Linked DNA regions of Mus musculus: region 1 is linked to region 2. Evidence: chromatin contacts called from public Hi-C data. All regions are on one chromosome and are shown on one strand. Each heading gives the region's core, a stretch centred on a gene start, on an enhancer-like site or on the middle of the called end of the contact. The rest is flanking DNA. Distances are from core to core; before and after follow the strand shown. Region 1 overlaps Bhmg1 (basic helix-loop-helix and HMG-box containing 1). Region 2 holds the start of Rsph6a (radial spoke head 6 homolog A (Chlamydomonas)).

The links. Hi-C and Micro-C count contacts between places; a contact is called where the count stands out from the background.
Region 1: a Hi-C map of bone marrow-derived macrophages shows a contact between it and region 2, with 49 read pairs. The contact joins the enhancer-like site here to the promoter of Rsph6a in region 2. A contact is called at or near these places in 17 of 39 promoter capture datasets (the C10 cell line, cranial neural crest, embryonic stem cells and 9 more), 6 of 15 datasets of contacts at CTCF or cohesin (CD8 T cells, the G1E-ER4 cell line, the NIH/3T3 cell line and 2 more), 93 of 484 Hi-C or Micro-C datasets (the AML12 cell line, the AtT-20 cell line, B cells and 59 more), 13 of 115 datasets of contacts at active chromatin or transcription factors (bone marrow-derived dendritic cells, double positive thymocytes, embryonic fibroblasts and 5 more) and 3 of 9 other capture datasets (adipose tissue, liver and pancreatic islet).

Annotation. Positions count from the first base shown.
Region 1 is chr7:19,100,100-19,105,543 of GRCm38.p6, reverse strand. Bhmg1 (basic helix-loop-helix and HMG-box containing 1) reads left to right here. Exons shown (of 13, transcript NM_001370811.1): 6 at 544-780; 7 at 1,761-1,854; 8 at 2,534-2,640; 9 at 3,082-3,237; 10 at 3,556-3,608; 11 at 4,295-4,758; 12 at 5,377-5,444. Among named protein-coding and RNA genes, the nearest start is that of Six5, 8.3 kb to the right of the region's middle. Within about 2 kb of position 1,628, at least 6 of the 459 cell types and tissues checked have an H3K27ac peak or open chromatin away from gene starts, as enhancers often do. A contact at or near this core is called in bone marrow-derived macrophages and olfactory sensory neurons, where this site is marked.
Region 2 is chr7:19,052,343-19,057,768 of GRCm38.p6, reverse strand. It overlaps Rsph6a (radial spoke head 6 homolog A (Chlamydomonas)), which reads right to left and starts at 3,082. Exons shown (of 6, transcript NM_031255.2): 1 at 2,396-3,082; 2 at 1-232. The coding sequence starts at 3,024. Sympk (symplekin) reads right to left here. Exons shown (of 27, transcript NM_026605.2): 23 at 5,215-5,402; 24 at 4,323-4,499; 25 at 4,127-4,222; 26 at 3,471-3,854; 27 at 3,147-3,380. The coding sequence ends at 3,252.

The DNA of each region.
Region 1 (5,444 bases), core at 379-2,878, 49 kb before region 2:
AGCCTGAGCAGATACTGCCAAGCAGTGCTTATATCAGAAGCACTGGCAAGGCCCAAGTAGGATGCTGCTGTCATCATATTTTCCTTGAGCTAGGGCATCGGGAGGCAGGGTGGTAGCAGGATTGGGGTGTAGAGTCTGAGAGTCCTGGCTCTAGCCCAGCCTCACCACACCCTCGCTTCCCAACCCCTTGAGGCCCTCAGTGCACATACCTGTGAAGTGGGACTATGGCCTGCCTAACCACTAGTCTCTAGTCACAACTGTACACTGCAATTATTTGAGGTGCTTAGAGACTTCCTAAGTGTTTGGAAGTGGCCTGGTGTGGCATGTTATACCAACTGCACTTTGCTGTTAAAACCTCAGAATTTTGCACACAGGGTGGGCTCTATTTGAAGAGCTGGGCACACCTGGGATTCTGGGAGCACCAGGACAAACAATGCTCTGGGATGTGTCATCCCAGAGCAGAAGAATTCCCTATCTGAGCCAAATTCTGAGGCATTGCAGTGCCTCTACCAAGCCCCCTGACTCCTGTCTCTATTCTCTCAGAGCATCCATCCTGGCCCTATAATCCTCGACGCTCTCTAGCTCTGGACCAGGCTGAAAATCCTAACACCATACATCCAGGCCTAAAGGAAGAAAATGAGGAATGTGCCACCTATCCAGGAGTCCTCAGCCCTAGCACCTACCCCACAACTGAACCATCTGTGTCTGAAGGCGATGGACAAGGGGCCCAGTTGGTGTTCTTGGACATGGCTCAGAACATCTTTGCCTATGACATCCTAAGTTGGTGCCTTTCCTTAGAAGGAAGTTCCTTTTTTATTTGCATGTGTTCTTTCTCTGCTCCCCACCCCCCACTCATGTGTACACGTGCATGTCTATTTGTGCTCTTTCACAGACTGCTCTGGACAGTCTTATCACCTAGGCATATATCACCAAATGGGATGGCACTGCCTATCACATCATGGGGCTTTCATTCCCAGCTCCCCTTTCTTGTGTCAGGCTCTGTAAGAGAGGGACAAGATTGGGGTCACCTTTGTGTATACACCTCAGGTCTCAAATCTGGGGATGGGGCAGCATATGTCTACTGGACTTCTCTGAAGCCAGACTGTCCCTTGTCTGTCACTGTATCAGAGGTGAGAAGGGGTTGAAATGCCTCACAAGGACAGGAGAACAGGCAGGAATGTAAGTCCTGGCTTTGAACTCCCTCTAAGGCTGCCAAGCACCCAGTCCCTCTCCATCATGCTTCCCTGTTGTTCATGTACCCCCTCTAGGCCAGGCCATGAGCTATTGGTGCTTGTGACACAGTAGTGACTAAATTCTCATTCCAGTGATGCAATTCCCCACTTCTCCAGGACCATCCAGACTTTCTGGGGTGCTAGAATACCCTGGTCCCAGAAGAGGCAGCATATTTCTGCTAGCTATGTGACTTGTCACTAAACATGCCATTTCATATGGCAGTGACTGGGCTAACCCATTGGCCTAGTGGTGTTGTAAATCAGTAAAAGACTTAGAGGGCTGGGGACAGGGCCAGAACTCTTATGTGCCATCATGAGATCTTATTGTCATGGCATTGTGACACCATGTTAAAGATCTGATCTGCTGGCAGCTTCTGATAGAGATATGAGTCAATGTTGGGGTGACTCATGCACTCCAGCTTCACCCAGGCACCATGCCTGGTCCCTCTCCTTGCCCCCTGTCTTGGAGCCCTGGAATCTGGCCCACATTCAGGCATAGTTACCTTACTCTGACACCCCCTCCTCCAGGTGATCATGCTGTAGAAGTCCAGGGTGGAGAGCCCAATGCTGACATCAAGGTTCAGAGGTCCTTTTTCCTCACCAGGGCACAGCCCTGTGTCAGGTAAGGAAACCCCAGGGTGTCATTGGCTGGGACTGTATCAGCGGACTATGAGAAGTGGCTTCACATTCTCTGTCAGGGCTCTCTGAATGGCACTCTGGGCCCGGCTTCATGCTGACTGGTGCAGGCTCCTGGGCAGGTCTGGCTTCCCACCTTCTAAACTGGTGGTTGTCACCTGCTGATCTTCCATACCTCTTGTCCCCTCCCAGCCTGTTCTTATCTGCTGAGTGTGTCTCTAATATAGACTTTGACTGATCAGTAGGGCTAGAAAACCCCTGGCCCAAGGTAGAGCCCAAACCTCTTCCTTGGCATCGGAGAATGTGACCCTGTCTCACCATGTCACCCTTTCTTGCTTTTACCACCAGTCTTCCACTAAACAGCCTAAATGTTCTTCAGTCCCCACACAACCTGCTCTGAGCTTGCTGACCTTGTCCCTCTACTTGGAGTATCTGCCTTTCTGATTTACTTGGGAAACTACCTACTCTCCTACTCGCCCTCTTGTCTTCCTTAGAATCTCCCCAACAGGCTCCCTTCTGTTGTCAGCATCTGTTTACCAGTTCATTTTCCACACAAGCCTTGAAGCTCCGTGGGGGCAGAAGCTAAGCTGATTGAATTCCCTGGAGTTTCATGCAATTAGCCATGTGAGCTCAGTCCAGCGCTCTGTGTCTTCCTCTGATTCCAGTTCTTGCAGGCAGAAGCTATTCTTGTGTACTTCCAGTGAGGCAGACAAAGAAGCCCCAGACTCTGACCCCTGGCTTCCTGTTTGGACCTCCGAGGACAGCCCCAATGGTGATTACAAGTCCTCTCCTTGTAGGCTTTGAGCCTTCTGAACATTTCTCACCAGAGGATTTCCATGGCAGAAAAAAGCAGGAAGAAGACTGGGGAACTGCTAAGCACAGGGATGGAAAACACTATGCCTAGCGTCATTTTGCCCCTGGTTGCTATGCCAGGCATTGCTAATCAATCCCTGCTTTTCCTTGAGCCAGCTACTGCAGAACCTTTTAAACACGTCGCTTTGGGTCACTACGGTCAATCTGCTGGCCCTGGCATACTGTGATGATTTTTCCTCTTTTGTTGTTGATGTGTTGCCAGGCAATGTGCCTTTTAATTTTCTATACCACCTTGACTCCGAATGGCAATCTCCTTTCCCCAGTGTCTGACGCTATCTCCTCAAAGCTTGCTGCTACATTGGGGGTTGACTGCATACCTGAGTGCCATGATCCTTTGCAGGGAGCCCGCTGGCTTTGGGGTCTTCCCAGATCAATACTTGGCATGTGGCAGACTACCTGAATGAGATCTTAGGAGTCAGCTCTTCCCTCTTCAGCTCCCCAAGCAAAATCCTGCCGGATCATGTCCTAGAAGATGGCACCTACTTTCTGACTGAAGGTGGGCTACTGGAATGGGAGGAGCCTCATTCATTCATAAAACATGGGGATACTCACCCACCAAAAATACTTGGGCCTGAGTTGAGCTCAGTGGACTCCCAGAGGGCCTTGAGGGGCCTACAGCTCTTCACAATGCAGGGACTACTAAGTCATGTAGTGAGGGGGAGGCTCCAAAAACCTGTCACTGTGCCCTTAGCTGGCCTATGAATGAGACTTGGACACAGGCTAGGAAATTCTAAAGGGGAGACAATGGAAATGCAGGGCAGGGGCTGTCTGGGTGCAGTCAGAAAGCCTAGTCCTGCTAGTGCTCTGCTCACAGGTCTCTTGGAGTCTTCACCTGCTACCTGTGAAGTGGAGAGCCCACAAGAGAAGGTAGGTTCTGTCTTCCTGGCTTGTCTCCCTGACTGTGCACCCCACACCTTCATCTTTCCCAGAGTTACAACCTCTGTCCTCACCACCCACCTTTGAGCTCACTGTTGCCCATGAGGGGCCTGGAAAAGGTCTGCCTAAGATCACAGCTGCTCTTCAAGCAGGGTGGGGTGGGTGGGGGTGGGGGATGGGTTCTCTCACCTCCCATGGTTTCCTCAGTGTCCTCCTGCCTCAGCCTTCAGAGAGCTTGGATTACAGGAGTGTATCAATTTAGCTGAGCAAATAAGTCTCAATTCCCTGAGCATGGGGTTTACCCAAAGTGGGTAGTTGCGTTGCATCTTGGACCTCACGATGCCTGAAACTCATAAAGACAGAATCCACTGGTGTCCTCCAACTTTGTTTTGGCTTCCAGCTTAGCCATAGGAGGGAGCAGGAGAGAGGGAGAACTAATCACCTGGGACTGGTGCTGAGGCTATGGCCGTGCAGATGGGAGGGAACACCTGTGTCTTCCAGCTAAGGCACTCTGCTCTAGTCCCAGTTTCTTCATTGATGCCACAAGGCCCTTACTTGGGACATTAGAGCCAAGGTTCCTGAGTTTCCAGGGGTGTGGAGACAGACTAGGGTGTCTAACCTAAGCTGTTTCTAACGTCCTGAGTATCTTATAGTTAGTGTCTTCTTATGTGATCCAGGAAGTATCCTCTGAAGGCCCCACAGGCCCACCTAACTTCCAGTCCTCTGTCTCACTGGACCACTGCTACCTGTCGCTGAGTGAGAATGTCAAGGTGCTGTCTAACTGTGGCTCCAGCTCAGAGTCCACAGACACAGAGTCTCTGTGGGGACAGGAGGAGGTGAGAGGGGTGGCCACCTACCCAAGGAGGACAGGGGTCTTCTCCCTTGCTCAGCCTTCTGTCCTGCAGCAGGCCAACCCTGAGGGATTACAGACCTCAAGTGATGAGGACAGAGACTACACATGGACACCTACTGGCCAGTCTTCTGGCCTGCCAGTAGCCAGCAAGAAGATCAAGAAGGTCCAGGCAAGCCAGGGCCCCGTGAAGCCCAAAGACAGCAGAAAAGCCTGCCCTGGCCAGGTGAAGAAAAAGTGTGTTAATGGCTTCATCATGTTCTGCAGGATGAACCGGAAGCAGTACATCCGGTGGGTGAGGCTACCCAGGTTTTTAAAGGTTTATATATATGTGCACCCCAAGGCCATGTGGCCTCACTGCTGAGCCTTCCCATCCTATAAGGCAGACCCTCCTGCCAACTTGAGACATCAGGGTAAAGGAAATTAATTGGCCTTTGTCATCTTCAAGGAAACTGCCATCAGGAGGTTGAATCTGGGCTGAATCAGTCCTGCCTCTCTCTTGAGCTATCACCTCCTGCATGCTAGGCCACATTGATAGCAGGTTGTCCTCAGGAGGTACAGGCTCAGTCCTGCCAGTTGCCCTAGAAGTCTCATTTCCATGTGGTTGACTTAGGCCAGGTGCCAGCCCTGGCCCTGTCACTATGGGATGAGTACCAGCACCAGGAGCTGGTTGCCTTCACTGGAAGGATGGGTGTGTGCGTGTGTGTATGGAGTGGGGCTGATTGTGGGGGGTGAGGGGGTTCTGGAGCCTTGGAAGTGGTGGCTGCAGGTCATTCACTCTTTGGGAGATATGTGTGTATCCTCCTTGCATCAGTCTAGAGTGTAACAGGGTACTGGAAAGCTGGTGGGAGAGAAACAATGGCAAAGGACTATGGTGTGGCCATTGTGACCTCTTCCTTCCTGTACCAGAGCCTGTCCTGGAACTGCATCCACAGCTGCCACCAAGGATCTGGCTCAACTGTGGCGAGGGATGACTC
Region 2 (5,426 bases), core at 1,833-4,332:
CACCTCCTCTTCCATTTCCTGTTCGCCTTCTCCTCCACCCCTGATAAACAGAGCCTTTTGCTTTTCGGCCATCTCGTAGGTGGGCTGCATCTCGGGGTCGTCCCGCAGCGTGTCCAGCTTGGGGTGAAACCATTCCCACTGCATGGTGCGGTTCAGAGACTCCAGGATGGACAAGGGGTCCTCAGGGCGCTGGTTCAGGATCTTGGTCAGCAGGTTCACCAGGTGCTCATACCTGCCTCCCAAAGGAGTGGGAGGTGGGGGACACCACTCAGTCAGTGCACTGAGCCTGACGTTTTGTGCCTGTCCCTTTTTCTAGTGCTAGGGACACACAGGTGGGAACAGACAATGTCCCTGATCTGGTGCAAGTGGCATTCGGATGACAGACACAAATGGCTGCCTATAGCCAGGAATGAGAACTAAGCCTTCACTTCCTTCCTTCCCTGTGACAGGGTCTCACTGTGTAGCCCAAGTCAGCCTTCAACAAGAACGCTGATTTTATGACTTCTACTTAATATTGTTTAAGTGGCCACAGCCAATACAATTAGGCAGAGATTGAGAAAACGTATTGGAATAGAAGAAGCAACATTGTTGAGGCTCACAGACAATGCTTGGGGTTGCAGGAAGTCCTAGGATGGGCGTGTGCCTGGTATACTGGGAAAAGATGGAGCTCTAGTGTAGCTGGAGTGGGGAAAGGGAGGACGGAGGATGGAAAGGAAACGAGAGTCATAGTCCCACCGGCTTCCACCCACTTAGTTCAGGCACCACAGTGAGCATTTGAGAGCACTGCTGAATCCTTGCAACCGTTTTACACACGTGCGTGCGTGCGCACACACACACACACACCCCTCCACAAGAGGGAGCTACTGCTTAGGAAACCTGTGGTCATGGCTCTGCGCCTGTGAAGCCAGGCTGGCCTCATTGCAAAGCATTTACATGAGGCTTTCTGTTGCATCCAATCCAACTCTGTGAATGGTCTCAAGTGTAGGAGAGGTAAGGAGATGGGACTGGCTGGGTAGCTCAATGGTTTTAAGGCGCTTACCTAACTTGCAGGATGCCCTAGGTTTAAGCTCCAATACTGTACAATAAATTATGGAAGTACATATCTTGGAGGAGAAGAACACAGGCTGCCCTGCAGAGGACCTGGGGGAGCCAAGGCCATCCTCTAACCTCTGAAGGCACTGCAAGCCTGTGGTGCATTTACAACCATGTAGGCAAAATACTCATCCACACTAACTAAAAAATGTAAAAGGCTAGAAAGATAGCTCTGAGGCTAAGAGTACTTACTACTCTTGCAGAAAACCAGAGTTCAGTTGCCAGCACCTATGTCAGGCAGCCCACAACGGTCTCTGACTTCAGATGCAGAAGAAATGCCTTTTTCTGGCCTCCAGAGGCAGTAAGTATGCTTACACACACACACACATGCATACACACACATGCACGCACACACACACTCATGCACACACATGCATACACACACATGCACACACACACACTCATGCACACACATGCATACACACACATGCACGCACACACACACTCATGCACACACATTCACATACATACATACATGCTCTCAGAGACTTAAAAGAGGTGAGAACAGGAGAAAAAAGTGAGACTAGCCAGGGTGCTTCAGGAAGGAACCTTGAAGCTCTCAAGACTGGGAATATATTGGCGAAATGCTATGGGTTAATTTTGACTGGGTCTGGGGCCTGAGGTAGAGACAACTAAGTAATGAGTAGAAATTGCATATTGACAGCAGGCAGGGCCGCACCTCCTGAATATTCTCTCCCAGGCACTAGGGAGCCATAGCAGGTTCTTAGCAGGGGAGGGATGGAATCGGCTATGTGCTTTAGCCAGCCTTGCGTCACTAACTTCCTTTCCCACTGTGGTCCCAGACAGCAGCAGCCTTCCAAGGCCTTGCTGTGCCCTGAGTCTCAATCACTGTACCTCTTGTTATGTGCAAGGTGCTATCCCAGGTCCCTCCCCCTGCCTGGCCACCTAAGTCCTTTTCACTGACCATGCCACATCTGACATCCACAGTTCATTCTTTATAACACACTGAATGGAAGGAGGGGGACAGTGGCTGCAGCTCATTGACTCTGACAAGTAGAGGGTCCTGGGAACCAGAGGCCTTGCTCTAGAATACTGGCCCTCCCCCTTCTTAGCTTGTGATTTTAAATAACCCAGCCTCTCTGGTTCAGTCTCCTGCAAAAACAGGCTTAGTGGCTGGGACTAGATGTTAGGGGTGTGTGTTGGCACTGTGTCTGCTCCACTTGCTATTCCTTCCCCAACTCTCTGCTAACTTAGACATCCAGAGACCCCACACCTGAGGCAGCCTTGGCTAGAGCCCTTCCCAGTCAGCTGCCCGCCTTCTCCACCCTCCACCTCCTCTCACAGGCTGAGGTTGCAGCTCATGCTGGTCCGCAGCAGGTAGGCCTTGGCGTTCTGTATTGCCAGCTCACGAGGCTCGGGGTCAGGTACCTCTCCAACAATGGGCATGAAGCCCAGGTCAGAGGGCCTCAGGTGGAGGGAGGGGTCGTCTCTCAGGTAGGGTCCGTGCTGTGTGTCCTGGCTGAATATCTCATCCTCTCTTGGATACAAGTTGAGCTGGCCCAGGATTCCAGAAGCCGAGCCTTGGTAGGTAGACTCCAGTTGTTCTAAGAGGTCCTGGCCCTGTGGGAACTGCTCCATCATCCTGCTATCATCCAGGTAACCCTGTTGCGAGAACTCCATGGGAAAGCCTGGCGTGTAGCCTAAGGGCATGGACTGGTGGTACTCGGTGCCTTCATCACCTTGAACATCTGGGACCAGGCTGGACCTCTGTGGCCAGTGGGGTAGACCAGTTCCCTGCAGGTCCTGACTGCCCTGACTGCTCCGACTGCCCCGCTGCGGAGGTGGTCGGTTCAACCCATCCTCTGGGATGGTTAACAGAGGCTGAGAGTACTCTTGACTCCGTGCCCTTTCTGAGCCTTGGGAAGCCCTCCGGGTTTGAGAGGGGTCAGGATTGGGCGGTGGTTCCCCCATGCCTCGGAAAAAGTGTGCTGCCCTATCCTGGACCCTGCCTGCCTACCGTTACTTTACCAGCGCGGGGCGCCCTCAGGGTGAGAAACGGTGTGCGCAGGCGCAGTCTAACACAGGCACATCCTCAGGATTTCTAACCTGGCGCAGCTACGCCCTCTTTTATTTGTGTTAAGGCAAAGCTCCAGGAGGCCCCGTCCCGCCCCTCCCCTCCCCCCAAACTCCCGCAGCTGTCAGCTGTTCCCCTTGCTCTCGGGTTCCCTGGTTTCTGGGCTGGAGGTCTTCAAGGCTTCTTCCACAGCATGGCTGAGGTTCTGGGGGCTCCGCTCATCCTTGGAGCTCGACCCGACTGCTGCTGCCTCCTGGTGGCGGGAGAGGGCAAGAAGCAGTGGGTCAAGAGCTAGTTACCCACTCAGACCCATTCCCAGGGCTCTGCTGCAATCTATTCCTACCTTAGGCAGGGGCCCCTCGAGACTAGAGTCCAGCAGTGTGGTTTCAGCCAGCCCCGAGTCGTCGTCCATGCTGATGAAGATGGCCGGGGTCTCGCATTCGGGACCCTCCTCCCGGTATTCCATGACCTCCTCAGCTGGGGTGGGCCCAGCTCGGGCTGCTGCTGGCACCGAGGGCGTTGAGGACACACAGGCAGCGGGCGCTCCGATGCCTGTGGGCTTCTGCTTCTGTTCCTCCTCCAGCTGCCTCTTCAGGGCCTTCTCCTGAGCCAATCGCAGGCCGATGAGGTCCTGAGGGGGCCGTGGGGCAGGGGCCGGGGCCGGGGCCGGGGCCGGGGCCGGGGCCGGAGCCGGGGCCAAAGCCAGAGCCAAGGGCTCCAGGTCATCCTGGGGTGGGAGAAGCACTCAGCTCAGGAAGGGTACACCTAACACACACCCGCATCCTACCCCCACCCACGCATCAGGGTAGAGAAAGCAGAGCACTCAGCGCTGCTGAAAGCAAAGAGCGCACATCGCATAGACTTTCCATCCTGGTGCAAAGGTGTGTGGGGTCGGCGGCCATTTTCCTTTACCAGGGACAAAATCTTGGGAGACTGTGGGTTTAATGAGCGGACGTCTTGGGGTGAGAGGCACAGGTAGGTGGGCGTCATTGCGCTCACCTCTTCCAGGGGCCCTGAAGGTGCTTCCTTGACTTCGGGCTCCTGCTTTCCAGTGGCCTCCAGGATGGTCATGATGGAGTTGGGGATGTGTGCTTGCTAGGTGAAGGGAAAGGCACCTCTCAGAACCCCATAACATAGAACCAAACCTTCCAGAGCTTTCCTGCTCACTCGGCTCCACTCTACCACACCCAGTTACCTGGTGGGGAGTGAAGGAGCGCACATGGGCCAACAGTGGCTCCCGGAGCTCAGGGCACTTGTCAAAGACTGCGCCAAGCTGCTGTGGAGGTAGCTGCAGGATGACCTGGAAACTCTGTGGCTTGGTGCGCTGGCAGCACTTGATGAAGCCCTCCCATACCTTGGGGTACTTCCATACCTGTGGGGCAGGAGGGGGGCCGTTAGGCACAGGTCCAACCAGCCACCTCCTTCCTGAAGACACCGCCATGACCCAGGACCCATATGCTGTCACTTGAAATCTTACTCCAGGGTTCATACACCTGCCTACCCAGGAATTTGAGTTCCTCACAGCAAACTACCAGGACACGATACAGGAAAGGGGCCCCGCCTCCAATCCCTAGGTTAGCACATCATCATATGCTAGGACAGCACCACTTCGTGGCCACACTCAATAGGCTGGAGGATGGGACCTTAGCCAGATGCTGCCTAGGGACAGCCTGTGCTCTGACTCCAGCTTTGGCATGGAGGACGGATTCAATTACCATTTCCAGTCTAAGAGCTGGTGCAGCAGGCTTGCAATCCCAGCAGGCAAGAGGATCATTACAAATTTGAGTCATGGTTATTCTGGGCTACATAGCAAGACTCTTACCAAAACAACTCATTCCTAATTCTAGTCTTGTTAAAGACAGGATGCTTTCAGCTGAGCTGTGTGTCCTGCAGTGCCCAGGAGTGGGGTAAAGAGGCATACACACCTCTCACATCCCCAACTGTTCTCAGTGTCACCCTGCAACCAGCTGGAGGGAGTGGTGAGGGCACACTGCAAGCAGGACAGTCGCTCCACAGATGGACCCTGCCTTCCAGGCACCTGAGGTTTGTCCCACTGTGGCTGACTGCCTGGGGCCAGGGCAGGTTACCTGCTTCATGATGAGTCGGGCCAGGATGTTCATGACGAAGCCCCCCAGGCGGGGGTACATGGTGAGGGACTGGATGACGGTCCGCATGAGCAGCATGGGCAGAGGGCTTTGCTCCATCAGCTGCTGCATCACCACAGCTAGCACTTCCGACGTGTACACATTCCGCTCCGCAAAACACAGGTTGGTGGCTGTGAGGAGGCGGAGAGTGGCCT